2 separate regions of the Mus musculus genome follow, and region 2 is linked to region 1. A link is a contact called in public promoter capture Hi-C data. All regions are on one chromosome and are shown on one strand. The core of a region is the stretch at or near the end of the contact, and the rest is flanking DNA. Distances in the headings are between cores, read along the strand shown.

Region 1 (7,198 bases), core at 1,234-3,733:
AGGCAAGCACAGGGGAGTGTCAAGCGGGTAAAAGAAGCCAGGCTTGTCTGAGGCCATTCTGGTTAGGAGTGCACCCACCCCAGGCAGCCCATTCCCATGGAACGGACTGGCTGACAGGCGGGGCAGGGAGGATGCAGATGTGGCAGTCACTGGTCCTTTCTGTCACTGAGGCCGCTCTCAGCACGGAGCAGCTGGCTGCTGGTCTCATTGTAGGAGATCCAATGTTTCAAGTCTTCTGGCAGCTCAGGGGGCTCCACCTGCAGGGAGACAGGAAGTTGAGGTTTCAGAGAGCCCGGTGCCACTGTGAGCGCTAAGCAGAAGGCACAGAAAAGGGGCAAGCAGCCAGGCTGCTGCCCTTCTGCCTCTGGACCTCCTGCTTTATCGCATCCCCTACTCTGTGACCTTGCAGGAACCACACCCAAATTAATGACATCTGACCCAGTGCTCTCCCAAGCCCTTCTAACCTATTTTCTCCTTCCTAGCTCTTTCTAGCCCATCTACTTCTGCCAGGCCCTCACCAGCGGGACCACGCTTCAAGTGTCTGTCCCCAGAATCAGGCAAAAGCCTATGAGGTTGGCTGGGTGACTGACCACCACCAGCTGCCTAGAGAAGAGCAGGATGTGGGGAGGTGCTCCTGCAGGAGACTACCTGACAAAGCTGCTGCCCCGGAGTCCTTGCAGATAGGTTCTGAGGACTGAGGGTGAGGGAAGAGGCTCGATAAGGTGCTCTCTTCTCACAGCAAGTGCTACACGGCAGCCAGGAATGACTGACCTATAGTCTAGGCTCTATCTGGGCACACTTTACTGTCAGAGACACCCCATCCTGGCACCTGGCCTCAGAACAGTTCCTCAGCTTACAGAACCCTACCCCAGACTTGGCCTGTCTTGTACCATATCTGCCTCTGCCTGGGACCCAAGTAACCATGGAAACTCCCAGCCAACCCCCCTGGCCTCCAGCTGAGCTGAGTTGCCAGGGTGCTTCAGTTCGCCTCCTCCAAGCTGTTACTGCTAGCTGGGGCTGCACCTCCAGTCCCCTCACCCCTTACAGGCACTTTATCAACCAGTACCAAACAGCCCATGGGAACTCATGACTAGATAAAGAGAGAAAGCGAGGGAGAGCCTTCTCTGCCACCAATTGCTGGGAGGACTTCTCGAGCCCGTGTTTCCCTTCAGATATAGCCCCTCAGCACTGATGTAAGGTCATTCCTATACTCTAAGAGGAGGCACTTGTCCAAGACAGGCGGGAACAATAGGGTGGGGCATGCCCTGGTACTCTTCAGGAGCCTGCCTTGGCAACCATCACTACTCTGGCTGTCTCCAAGGTCACAGTTGCTATACTGCAGTAGCTAGCTCTGCCACCGTGCTAGAGGAGTGGACCCTGGGGAGGGGCCTTGTGTCCCAGCAGGCACAGGGTTCTCCTCCTTCCAACCTTGGAAAGACTCAAGGCTTGTGGTCCCCTGGGGTCAATCCAACCCCCAGTCCTCTCTGCTGCAAGCTGCGCCAAAGAGGGCCTCGAGTCCACTAGAATTCCCAGCAACTGCTTCTAACTGACATCCTTTTATCCCATACTCAAAACCAAAGACCACAGAGGGTGACTCAGCACTGTAGAACACACAGAACTAGGACTCAGACTCCTAGCTGAGATACCTACTCTGAGCATCTCAGTTCTAGAAGAGAGGGAGAGAGGAGAAACTCTGTGCTTGGGAGTAAATTCAAAACTGGCTAGGCCTGAACGGAAAAGCCTTGGTTCATAGATGATGGGGACCCCAAGAAGGGCAACTCCTTGGACACAGAGGAAACGTGCAAAAGTGTTCCGACATTGGAACAGTCCCAGAACTTCAAAGGGGTTTTTCTCGCGGGAGAGGGCTGAGAGCCAAACAGGGCCGGGGCATCGGGGTGGGGCTGCTCACCCTCCGTTTGCACAAGTGCTGTACTACTCGATCCGGCGAGGTGCCCAGCACGTGCTGTCGGAAACGCAGCAAGGCGCACACGAAACCATCGCGAAGGCTGACAAAACGCGCCTCCAGGTAGAAGGCGCGGTCGTCCCAGCCTTGCAGTCGCGTGTGTACCTCGAACGGCTCAAACAGGCGCAGCGAGCGGCGATAGCGCGCGCACGAGGCGGCCAGCACCGTGTGCGCGTTCAGGTCGCGCAGCGCCCCCAGCACACCGCAGCGGGTCAGGTGCGCAGCGCGCGCCACATCCGCCTCGCGCAGGTAGCGCGCGTTGTTCATGTGTAGCAGCAGGTCCAGGTCCGATGGCAGCACCCGGCCGGCATACCGCTGCTCCGCCAATAAGTCGCGGACCCGCGGCTGCAGCAAGCGTGCGCGCAGAACAGCACACGGCACGCGCACCAGGTACCAGCCGTCCAGCAGCGCAAAGAAGGCGAGCGCCAGGGATAACGACGCCACCAACAGCTCCAGCATCTTGGCAGCGGGCACCTGGTGTCCAGGAGCCCGCTGCGCAGGTTGCCTGCTGCCGGCCGGCCCTGAAGCCTGGGAGCTCCGAGGACTGGAGCGCACCAACTCTTCCAGCAGTCCGAGGGGGAGTACTCCAGAGGCAGCGGCGCCGTGAGCTGGAGTAGCTCGCACAGATACTGGTTCCCCCCTGCGCGCGTCCTCGATGGCCTAGTCTGGGTCCTCTGCGTTAGCGGCTTTCGCTTTTCTCGGGGCGGGGCGGGTCACGGCGGGACGCTCCGAGCAGTACAGCGCCACCTGGCTACGGCGCTCGGCCCTGCAGGTGCAAGAGTGACAAGGAAGCCTGCTCCCGCTAGTGATCCAGTCAGTAGCTCAGATGAGCATAGCCAAAGAATTCCAGAACTTCTGCGGAGCAGCTGGGGAACTTTGCCAGGAAAACAAACAATGCATCTCCAAGGATGCTGAGAGCCTATCCAGACATCCCATTTCTGCACGGCCCCTGGGACGTTCATGGTCTTCCGGGTGTCTTTCAGTCTCAGTCTGCATGCACGTTACTTGTCCCCGCCCGCCAAAAATCTTGATTATCCCAAGTACACCCCAATAATTCCTACCCTTTATCTCTTTTAATGCAAGATGGAGGAGAGGTGGGGCATGGAGAGGGGTGTGATGAATGTAAATGACATTATCAACCGGGCTAAAGGTGCAGACCGTGGTTTGTGGAATGTCAGTCCCTTTTCTTTGGCATAGGGGTAGGTCCCAAGGTCAGGCTGTCTCTCCTCTCCAGGACTCTGTAACAATCCTGTATGCAAGTGACTGGTAGGGAGCCCAGGGATGGATGGGCTGATGGCCTTCCAGATACCCTGGTCAGCATCACTCCACTGTCCCATGCTGAGCTGGGTGGGTCCGCTGTAGTCACTGACCAGAGCACAGGTCTTTTTCAGTTTTACTTCTGAAGCTAGGAGCTTTGGCAAAGCGAGTGCCTGGGGTCTCTGGAGAGACAAGGAATTCACTGCCTATTAGGGTAGCTTCAAAGGACCGGAAGAAGAACCTTCCCCGCATACTGGTTACACTTACAACACCCACTTTGTCCTGGTCTGTACTCTAGCTTGGGGAGGGACAGATCCTCAGAAGGAAGAGACTAAGTAAGGCTCTCTAAGTTCATTGCTCAGATAATGGGTTTTCTGTCACCTACTGTCCACCCTGTCTCTTGCCTCCAGGGGAGAGATCTGCCCACTGGTAGCCAGGCCTTTGAAACAGGAAAGAATGTGAATGAGCACCCACCTCCAGGCTCCCCTCTGTTCCTGTCACCATCCTTCATTCCCAGCCTTTCTGTTGGCTGCTCTCGTCACTTCTACACACTGTCCACTTTGCTCTCATTTTCCTCTCCTGTACCCCAGCCTGTGTCACATTGCCAGAGTCCTCTCCCAGGGACCTGAGCACACCTCGCTGAAGGTTCACGTGTATATAATGCATGTCTATCTCATAGCCGAACCCTGACTGCCTGGTCTGGTTGTTCTAACCGACCACGGTGTCTGCAGAAGGCAATACCGTGCCAAGGATTGCTCAATATGCCTCTTCCCCTGCCAGCACTGGATGAATAGGAATGCTGGATGCAGAAACTTTGCTCAGGGACCTTTGGCTCTTTGAGGGCTCCTGTGTTTGCCCTCGAGGCAGGTGGGCAATTCATTTTAGCTACCAGGGAGAACACAAGGCACAGGATGGCTAGGGTGGGAGGGTGGGGTCTAGTAGGATGACAGGTCCTAAACCCCGCCCCTCCAAATTCTGGTCCCGCCCCATCCTTCCATAGCTCCGCCCCTCTAGATGAGTGGCACTACACTGGTGACTGAAACTATGAGGGAGTTAGAAACCCATTCCAGGGCATAGACTTGATCTTGGGATCCAGGGGCTCGTTACTTCTCAGAGCACCTTCTGCTACTTCCCTCATTCTAACTTTAATAACTCATTGCAAGGAAGTCTCCAGGATAGGGGGTGAAGGGTCTCATCTCAGTCTCTCTGCTCTGGGGCACTCTTGGCCTGCAGCACCTTGTGGGCACAAACCACAGGGAGAGAGAGTCTTGGCTAAGGGGCAGCTGAAGTGTGGTCCCTGGTGGGCTGAGTCTACCACAAAAGGATGGCCATTCCGTGCCAGCCTCTGGTATCCTCTTTCCTTTGTTCTCCCAGCTCTTGTGTTAAGAAACTGAATACTCCCATATTTTTCATATTTATCTGAGTCTGCTGTCCTGCAGACTCCTTTCGTGGGGTGGGTCTAGGGTGTGCAGGAGTGTTGAGGAGAACCCAGCGAAGCCTCGGTGACTGCTGGATGTGGTATGTCAGGAGCAGCGCTTGGAACCAGGCAGATGCCCCATCACTGCCGAGCAGCTGGAGTGGGGCAGGGTCCTGCAAACTGTGTCTTGTCATCCACTATCCCCAGAGAAGGCAGCAAGCCTGAACCAGAAGGTTCACTAGATGTACCACCAGAAATACCACCCGGAGCATGCATGTGCGTGCGCGCGCACACACACACACACACACACACACACACACACACACACACACCACGACTGCTGTTGGACCCAGGTCCTGCATCATGTTCCTAGGAGATGTGACATTCTGCTGGAAGACCCCTAGATCTTCAGTGTCCTCCTGAAGACACAGGGCCTCCCAGAACCTGGACTCTGCTCCTGGCAAGCTAGGCTTGTTTGTGGGTGAGGAAGGAGGCAGCTTTTGGGGGAGGGCTGGAGGGAAAGGCTGAAGTTGGCACTCTGGGTCATTCAGATAACAGCCTAGAAAAGCCATACCACCTGTCTATGCTCACTTCTCCCTAGGGTTGAGAGGGAGGCCTCCTACTTATGGTCATACACAAAGGCTGAGGGCATCTGAGAGCCCTGGAGCCTATGGCCAGGCTCACCCTCAGCATGACTCCTGTGCTACTGGTTACTGGGATCCTACTGCTACCACTAGACTCTGGAGCTCGGGTTCTGACCCCTGGCTTAATACATAACTGGGCCCTTCAGTGACCCTCTGTGTCTCCTGTGCCTCCTCCTCTCGGGCACCCAAAGCCCACAGTTTGTGCTGTTACTCACTGTTCTGGAATTTAAAGCTTTAAGTGCCTGTGATTCCTGAGAGAGGGGTCAAAGGCCCTAGTAACTGGCCTCACCTGGAAAAAGCCCGCAGTGCACTAGGCAGGAGGGAGGCGGGAAGACACATATTGACTTCCTCATGCTCTCTCAACACTGATGGGGGTGGGGGTCAGCTGTGAAAATAGGGTCCTCATGCAGGTTCACACCCAGGATCCGCAGGGTATTCCCAGGTTTCTTTCAAAGAGGTTTTCCCAGGGATGAGAAGGGTGGGCATGTTCTCCTGTAGCCAGTCCTTCCCAAGCTTCTAAGTGCACAGACAGACCCAGCAGAAAGAGTTCAGGAGTGTGGGCTGGTGGAGTGGGGTGGGGTGGGTGTGAGTAGCTGCCTCCCTGCTTCTTCTTGTTTTTGTTTTTGTTTTTGATTTATGAGACAGGGTTTCTCTGTGTAGCCCTGGCTGTCCTGGAACTCACTCTGTAGACCAGGCCTCAAATTCAGAGATCCACCTGCCTCTGCCTCCCGAGTGCTGAGATTAAAGGCATGCGCCACCACGCCCGGCTTCTCCCTGCTCCTTTTAAGTTTGTATTTCCTATGTGCTTGCCACATGCAACTATTAAATCAAAGGGATTTTTTGTTTTTTTGTTTGTTTGTTTGTTTGTTTTTGTTTTTTGTTTTGGGACAGGGTCTGTGTAGCTCTGGCTGACCTGAAACTCCTAAGTAGACAAAGTTAGCCTCAAATGCACAGAGATCTGCCTGCCTCTGCCTCTCAAATGCTGGTTTTCAAGGTGAGAGCCATCATGACCAGCTAGAACAAACGTTTCTAAAGTAGTTTCACTGAGGCTGAAGGGAGCTGCAGAATGCTCTCTTTCCCAGGAGATCCTCTTATCTGTGGAAGCTCTGGACTCTCCTTTACACAGACCGGGCAGCAGAAGCAGCACCCAGGGCTCTGAGAAGCTTGGCAGTGTGCATGAGTCAGTACAGCAGGTACTGGGTGTCCTGAGATATGCAGTCCTATCTCCTGCCAGGTGCCACTCTCATGAGCCTACCAAGACTGGGGCGCTAACACCTAAGATCAGTGACATGTTTATGACCCTGACTAGAAACTTCCCAGGTGGGGACCAGACGCATCATGGGCTGCTTAAGGACACAGGTTCTCTCCACTTACTCAGCAGGTATTTATTACACGACTGTTGTATCCTGGAGCTCTATAAACGGAGAGCATGTCCCCCACCAGGCATCATCTCCTGGGACTCCTGGTGCCTCACACCCACCTCCCAGCTCCATTTCTGCTCAGTCCATCCCATCTCAGCCTCTACCAGGCCCCTCCCCAAGTGCTGCTGTGCACACTGGCTCAGGCCCTGGAGAGTAGGGTGGCGAGGGAGTCCTTCAGCTGAAGCATCTGAGCAGAACTTGGTAGGGCACAGTGCTGATGGGGTGGGGTGGGCCAAGCGCTAGCTGTGGAAATAGCAGCAGAGAGGAGAAAGGGCCCTGGTGGAAGGGGTTGGGGTGAGGGAGGCCAGCCCTATGTGGGAGTTAAGAGTGGTGGTGGTGGTTGCTCCTGTGTGGGGGTGGGGGTGGAGGTGCAGCTCATCCCTTCACAATCGGGCTATGGTAGGGCTCTCCCAGAGCCTACAGACGGCTGGAGCCCCACAGCAACAGGCTGCAGAGCACGGTCAGCAGCCCCAGGGTGGTGGGTGGCTTCAGGGTG
Region 2 (7,198 bases), core at 2,403-4,902, 1.2 Mb before region 1:
CCAGTTCTGTTGCTCTATGCTTTCCCTCAGCTTTTGATATTTATGCAGATTTTTGACTGGGATGTAGTCGTGGCTCCAAGGAACTATATTCTTGGGCCTAGGTGGAAATCACTTTTGGATACGTCACTCAAGGCTTTGCCCATTGCCAAGCTGTTACATCCCTTCTCCACTTCATGTTTGCAAGGCTCAGAGTAGGAGACATAAAGACAAGGAGGACCGGGACAAAGGCTCTGGATGGAATTCCTGCAAAGACACAGTGCCCCTCCTTAAGACGCAGGTGCCTTAGCTCCAGACGGCCAGCAGTCATCTGAATCCACAGCTGGGCAGAGCAGCAGATACAAAATGTGGACATTCCTTTGAGCCTTTTCTCCTTCAACCTGGGCTATCCAGCCATAGTTCCTGGAGAAGGCTGGTGCAGGAAGAGCCCATGGGGCTAGAGGTTGACTCTAAGGCACTGCAGAGTTCCCAGATGGTTGCAAAGGCTAGGGCATGTTTCCAGGTAGATCAGACTGCCCTGGAGCTAAACAAAGTGCTTTGTGGTTTGTCCTGCCCATTGATCCAAACACTTGCTAACCTCATGAATAGAAGACCTATCCAGAATGGAGTACTTAAAGGGGGCTGGGGAGTGGGAGGGACTAAAAATCCAAGTAGAACAGAATTTGCTATACTCTCTGCTGCATCCAAAACCTCACCAGGCACCGGGCTCACCAGGGACTGGATGGAGCCTAGCCTGGGCTTTGATCCAGCACCATAAGGACCTGAGTTATCAGAGCAAGGGCAAGAGAGCCCCAGAGACCACCTCACCCTGTCAGTCAGCACTCATGGGTTCCCCAGGAAGAGCATCTTTCCAAACAGGTTTAATGTTTTTAAAACAAAACCAAGAACCAAATGCTTCCCCACTGAGATGAGACCAGGTAGCACCAGGGAAGCAGATGAAACAGCAGCAGCCTCAGGCAGTGCACTCGGAGGCAGGTAGGTGTGTGTGTGTGTGTGTGAGCCCCATAGGGGCCAGAGTGGAAGTACAGTCAACTGTTCTCCAGTAGGGGCTGTGCTTATGTGCCCACATGTGCCTACCCAGGGAAGAACATAGCCACTTCCCCAGACCCTGTGGATTGGGGCAGTACATCCTTTACTTATAGAACTCCTCCAAACTGGGCTGGGCTTGCATCCCCGGACCCATACAGTGGACTACCGGGGAGAAAAGGTGGAAGATGGCAGACTGTATGTGCCCCCTCTCTCCCAGTGAGGCAGGAAAAAGACCACTGGGCCAAGGTAGTCACACACCATCATCAGAAGTTACAGCTGAGGGCCCAATACCCCCAAGCCTCCGTGCCATGGTAATGAGAGAACGTAGCTGCACAAGCCTCAGCGGCCCCACTTCTCTGGGATCCTGGCTCTCTAGCCACCTCAGAGCTGTCTCTAGTCCCCAGACAGCTTCCCCAGCAGTAGGTACCAACACTCCTCCTTGTTCGGTGGCCTCCTCCTCCTCCTCTCCAGCCCCGATGCTAGAGGGCAGGCTAGCTGGGGATGGAGGAGCAGCGGGGGCCACCTCTTCTCTGCAGCCTTCCGGAAGGCCTCCATCATCATCCAGGTGTAGCCACTGGGCCACCTCTTCAGGTGCCAGGCGCTTGTAAGCCAGAGCTGCCAGATGTGTGAGGTCACTGAGCACCCTGCTGTGTTCGGCAGTCTCCTCTACCTGGTGAGCTGGCTGCTGCCCAGGCTCAAAGGCTGCTCGCAGACCCAGCAGCCAGCAGCGCTCTATGCTGCCTGCCTGGACCAAGTCCCAAGAGAGGCCAGCCAGGTACAGCATGTCCTTGAGAACGAAGCTTCTCATGAAGTCCAGAGGGGAGCCACTGGCACAAGACACAGCAAGCCGCAGGAGCTCGCGTTTGTACAAATGCTTGAAGGCTGCCACCACGCCGTGCTCCAACGGTGCAGGGATGTGTGCTCGGCTGGTGCCCTTGGATAAGAAGAGCACTCGAACTGCACCATCAGGTGTTTGAAGTTCCTCTGGGGACCCAAGGAGCTCAGGCTGGCACTGCCTGGGAGTCTCCTCGCTCTCCTCCAGGGGAGGCATGCTAGTGGCCCAACTCGGACAGGGTGGATGGGCCACCAGCAGCACAGCCTTCTGTTGCAGGCAGCTTCGGCGCAGGTAGCGCTTGACGCCAGGGACAAATTCCTCGAAGAACCAGCCCCGAAGAAGCGGGCGACTGAGCCAGGCATCCGGACTGTAGCGGTAGGAGGCCGGGAACTTGTCCTGGTTGTGGTGACGCAGGCTGGGTGGGTCCGGTAGCTGCCCGATGACTAGTGGTTTCAGCTTGTGGCTGCCCGTCAGGTTGGCGGCCAGCAGTACTGTCACTCGGTCACTGCGCCAGCGTCGGCTGCACCCACCAGGCTCTTTGGAGTCCCCAGTGCCCGGAGTTGAGGCCTGCTCCGGAAGTAACCTCCAATAGAGACCAGTAACGTTAGCATTGTAGATCTGCTCGTCGCCATAGCCGCCCTCGGAGTGGGGTAGAGTGGCTGGCGCGCCGTCAGGTACGAGAACTGCGCCTGGTGACTGCGCCGGCTCCTCTTTGACAGGCGCGGGGCCTGCGACCGGGGACTCAGCCTCACCATAGATGCGCTGGCTAGAGATGCCATGGCGCTTCTGCCAGCGCCAGAACCAGCCGTGGCTAGCCTTGAAGGTACACTCGGGGCCGTAGATCTGGCGAGCAAAGGCCTCAGCCTGCGCTTGGATAACTGGCCCGGATAGCGGCACACCGTGCTGGCGCAAGGTGAGGAACCACGAGTAGACGGCGCGGTCGATCTCCTCCTCGTTGGCCAGACGCATCTTCTTGCGCTGCGTGCCCACTTCTCCACCCAGCTGGTCCAAAAACCAGCGCAGCTTGGGCTCGTCCTTGAGCCAGCCGCGCAGAGTGCCGCCTGGCACGCCGAAGTCGCGGCACACGCTGGCCTGCCGCTCACCGCCCTTGACGCGCTCGATGGCTTGCAGCTTGTCTTTGATTGAGTAGGCCTTGCGGAAAGTCATCTTCACGGCCACCCGGGGCCGCGGCCCGGGCGCTGGGGGCGGCGGCGGGCGCGCCGTGGAACCCGGGCCGGGCGCCGGCGATCGCGGCGGCTCAGCAAGGCACCGTGGCTGGGGAAGACGAGCGCGATGCGGGACCGGGTGCAGGGCTGGGCCGGCCGGAGGGCTCGCGGGGTACATGGCGTCGGCGCCAGGGACCACCCGGGAAAGCGAGCCTGACACCCCGCGCGGGCCGCTCGGGGCGGGGCTCGGGGGCGGGGCTGCCCGGGTCCCTCCCTTTTGTCTCGCCAGCCTTGCCTGCCCCGGCCCGCAAGGCCCGCCCACTTCGCCTCGTGGCGCCTGCGCACAGTCTGGCCTTGGGCGCGTCACTAGCGCGTGCGCACATCAGCTTCATTACGTCCCGCCCTCGTCGGACGGATCCACTCTTCGAGCTGAGGAGGGGTTCGGCGTGTTGGGAGATCCGGTTCTCCGCTCCTAGCGACAACTCTTGAGGTGAAGCGCGGCTCTCAAGGTAGCTCTTCCTTTGCTTCTACCATGGTGGTTCCTGCATGCATCGTGATGCACGCTCTGAGGGCAAGACAGCGCGTGCCCAGGGTTGGACCCCCCGCCGTGCCTTTCGTGGTCTATGCCGCTGCGTTTTCCGGGAGCTGCGCGGGCGCCCTCCCTCTCCTTTGCAGTCCTGAGCTCGCAGTTCCAGGTTTTGGTTGCTGCGTCCTTGGCTGGCGTGTGAGTACCGGGGGCCCCGCCTCAAGGAGCGCACGTGCGGCGGAGGCCTGGAGTGCCCGGGCCCCGCGCCGTTAGGGTTGCCTCCCGTGGGACAGTGCGGGCTGCGGGCGGGCGTCTGGGCCTGTGTGGAGGCGGGCCGCTGGCCACATGGTTGCCAGATTCCGGAGCGCTGCTTCAGGCTGGCTGCGCGGTGGCTCCGCACATCCCAGCACGGCACGGCCTTGAGTGACACGGTTGCCTGCGGTCGGGCTGGCTCCGGAATTTTGGGGGCCCAGCTCTTGCTAACGCCCTAGGTCTTTGCGGTTAAGCACCAAGGGCGTACCTAACTCTAGGCATAGAGGGAGGTTGCTTCGGGTGCTGACTGGTGGAACTCGTACGGTCCACGAACACAGGGTAGAAAAAAGGGCGTGGTGGTGTCGATTTGCTCAAAAGTAACAGGACTAGCTCTACTTACTGATTTGAATAAGGTGATCTGGGCAGCTTTCTTTGGAAAGGGGCGTTGAAGGGTACGGTCGCCCCTTTTCTAATACATGAGCACTCTCTCCGGGCATCATGGTTTTCTAGAGTGAACGGCTACCCTGCAGCAAAAAGAACTTGGTGAAGCTATAATGTTGGGATGCTACTCCCAAGGATGCTTCTGAATTGGCCCTGTCACTCGGGGATGGATAACTGGGTCTTATCTCAGGCGGATTCTCATGGATGAAGCAAAGGATGGATGTGACAGGACTACCGAGTGCCCCCTAAGCCAATCCCGTGGGGCAACAGAGTCAAGAGGAAGAAGTCAAAGGGACAAGGAGTCCCCTTCCCAGGCTCTGTGATGGCCAGTACATCATGAACCTTCTCTCGGACTGTGGGAGGAGAACTCAGCAAACAGTTGGAGAGTTGGCAGAGGGAGCCATTTAGACTTGGTTGCCTGGGATTTGCTCTGCATGGCTTTCTGCCCTCTCAGGAGAAGGCTGCTGCAGGGTCGTCCTCCGGGCTTATCTTTTGGATAGGTGAGGCTCCGTGGCATAGTACAGATGAGGCAAAAGTGCTTGAGAGGGCTTGATAGCAAGAGTGACACTTGGGGGATGCAGGTAGGAGATGCTGGCATTAAACATTTCTTCTGAGCCAGGGGTCTAAGATGCTGTGTGCCTATTGAATGTTGGAGTCATTGAAACATGTGAAATCCGGGTGCTGGAACGTGCTTTGGTCTCCAGTTCCACACATCACTTGACTCAGCAGACTTGGGTGGTTCTACCAATCAGAGTTTTCATTCTCCTTCCTGTGTCTAAGATGACACACAACCAATGCCCCCAAGGTATGGTCCAGATATTATCAGGTGTAAAGGAAGAGCTGAGAAAGCAAGTCGTCTAGCAGAGTCCCAAGACCTGTGTGTCAGGTCAAGGTACCGTCTGCTGGAACAGAAATAGAGCCAACAAACAATAGCATTTGGGGGTAAGGAGATTGGGGCTGGGTGGGTTTAGACTGGAGTGACAGCATTAGCCTCTGGGTCTCAAAGTGGGCAGACAGCTCAGGCCAGTGTTTCTGAGTAGGACTGGGATATCCCAGAGGCAGAGAAGCAGGGTGGGAGCTTGGAGATGAGAATCTACTAACCCATGGGAAAAAAAGACCAAGACACCACTCCTGTGCCAACATAAGCTGCAGTGGGAGAGTCACACTGCGTGGCTGTTGTGACTGAAAAGCTCGTGAGTCCTCACATTCCAAGTGCTACCAGCTGCCCCCTTTGAATACCAGACACAGAAAAAGCCCCCATGGGCAGCATCTGTTCACAGACTCAGGCCAGGTGAGCCCAGAGGATGTGGCTATAAGCGTGAAGGGATACAAGTTGAACTTTTCTGACAGACCTGTTCCCTACCCACCTTGCACATTTCTAATCCTGTGGAGGACAGACAGTACTGGGAGCTCATCACTGTCAAGACTGAGGGGGTGACATGCTACCTCCGAATGTCCAGAGGACAGAAAGGTATGGGCTTAGGGCTCAGAAAGCCAGCTTTTCTGTGGACTTTTATTCCCAGCATGTGGAACCCTCAAGGTGTTTGCTACTGAGATGGGGCACAGCTGTGACATAGCCTTTCTCATCTTCCTCAGGGTCCAGTTCCCAAGCCAGAAGTACCCTTGGCAGAGGCTGCTGCCTGGCCCAGATTGGTAGGAGTTATGAGAGCCCGGAACACATGTGCGCTTCTTTACAGAGAAGTGGTAGCTCAGCCCTGAGAGGCTGCAGCTAGCTAGTACAAGCTTCTTGTGAGTGGAGGAAGCTAGGTCTGGGTGCTGGGCTACATAGCCATGCCTGGCTCTGTTGTTATCTCAGGACCTAAGACCCATCAGGCCTTGTCTGACACTTGAGCTGTCTGCATGCAGTGCCCCCAGAGCTCAGGCATGAACTTGATAGCTGACCAGGTCCTTAGGTCCTATATCCTATAGCCTATGACTGGGAGCAGGGCAGAGCCTGCTTGTCTGGAAGCTTGCTTTCTCTGGTACTTCAGTCTCTTCAGCATGTTCCTGCTATTGCCTAGATTAAAGCCTCAGGAAGAAGGCGGCCAACCCTGTGTAGGGATGTGGGGACAGACAAGCTTGCCCTGTGCGGGTTTGAGACACTCACTGCTACTTGTTTCCAGGCTGGTTTTTCCTGGACAGCTTGCGGGCGCGTGTGTGCGTGTGTGTGTGTGTGTGTGTGTGTGTCCTCCAGGGAAGCAATGGAGTTCAGGTATGCCAAAGTCTGGGTGCAAACTGGCTAAGTTCTCAGCCTGTTGTGCACCTGTGGGGAAGCAGGCTGGGGAAGGGAGACTTTGTCTCCCTTGGGAGCCTTTGCTGCTTGTACTTACTACAACCAATGTCTTAGGACGGCACCCCTATCTGCTTGGTCTCTATGTCCCCAACACAGAGGTGGTATCATTCAGTGTTGGTTCCTGGTGGCAGCAGAGACCCACAGCTTGGAGCTGTGTGGACCTGGAGCACATGGTCCCAAAGCCCTGTCAGTGAAGGAGAGAGGCTGGGTTTCTTTCACAGCTAAGGGAGCACCTGTAGGTGCTAGCTCACCTTGATGCAGGTGGGAGCTTAGAAGAGGGTGGGAGCAGGCAGCTTCCATGGTGGTTTCTGCTTGTCTCTTAGATAATAGGAACCTGAGAGCTACATATCAAGGGCTAATGGAAGAGTGCTGCCTCTCAAGTTTGAGGGCTTAGGCAGCCTCCTGGGATTTGGTGGTGATAGATACTACCATTTTATCTTGTGTTGCCATGCCATCTAGACAAGCAGTTTCTAAAAGGCTGCCCAAGCTGCTGTCTTGGCATGGGTGGCCTTTCCCACCGCTCTAACCTTGCTGCTTTTCCTTCATGCTGTCCTAGGAGGCCAAAGCAAAAGTAAGTACGCCCACATAGCACCCTGTATCTCCCTTCACCTGAGCCAAGGAGCCCCCCAGCCATCGCCTTGCCAGAGAGAGGCATACCT

What was found. Promoter capture Hi-C pulls out the DNA fragments that hold promoters and counts their contacts.
Region 2: a promoter capture Hi-C map of pre-B cells shows a contact between it and region 1, with 2.7 times the contacts expected there. The contact joins the promoter of Eef1d here to the promoter of Them6 in region 1. A contact is called at or near these places in 2 of 39 promoter capture datasets (hippocampal neurons and pre-B cells), 1 of 484 Hi-C or Micro-C datasets (embryonic stem cells) and 2 of 115 datasets of contacts at active chromatin or transcription factors (astrocytes and pancreatic cancer cells).

Annotation. Positions count from the first base shown.
Region 1 is chr15:74,716,519-74,723,716 of GRCm38.p6, reverse strand. Them6 (thioesterase superfamily member 6) reads right to left here and starts at 2,483. Exons shown (of 2, transcript NM_198607.1): 1 at 1,910-2,483; 2 at 1-257. The coding sequence starts at 2,422. The coding sequence ends at 147. It overlaps Psca (prostate stem cell antigen), which reads right to left. Exons shown (of 3, transcript NM_028216.2): 3 at 6,652-7,198. The coding sequence ends at 7,120.
Region 2 is chr15:75,905,798-75,912,995 of GRCm38.p6, reverse strand. It overlaps Eef1d (eukaryotic translation elongation factor 1 delta (guanine nucleotide exchange protein)), which reads left to right and starts at 3,652. Exons shown (of 10, transcript NM_029663.2): 1 at 3,652-3,751; 2 at 7,096-7,110. Tigd5 (tigger transposable element derived 5) reads right to left here and starts at 3,261. Exons shown (of 1, transcript NM_178646.4): 1 at 1-3,261. The coding sequence starts at 3,205. The coding sequence ends at 1,277.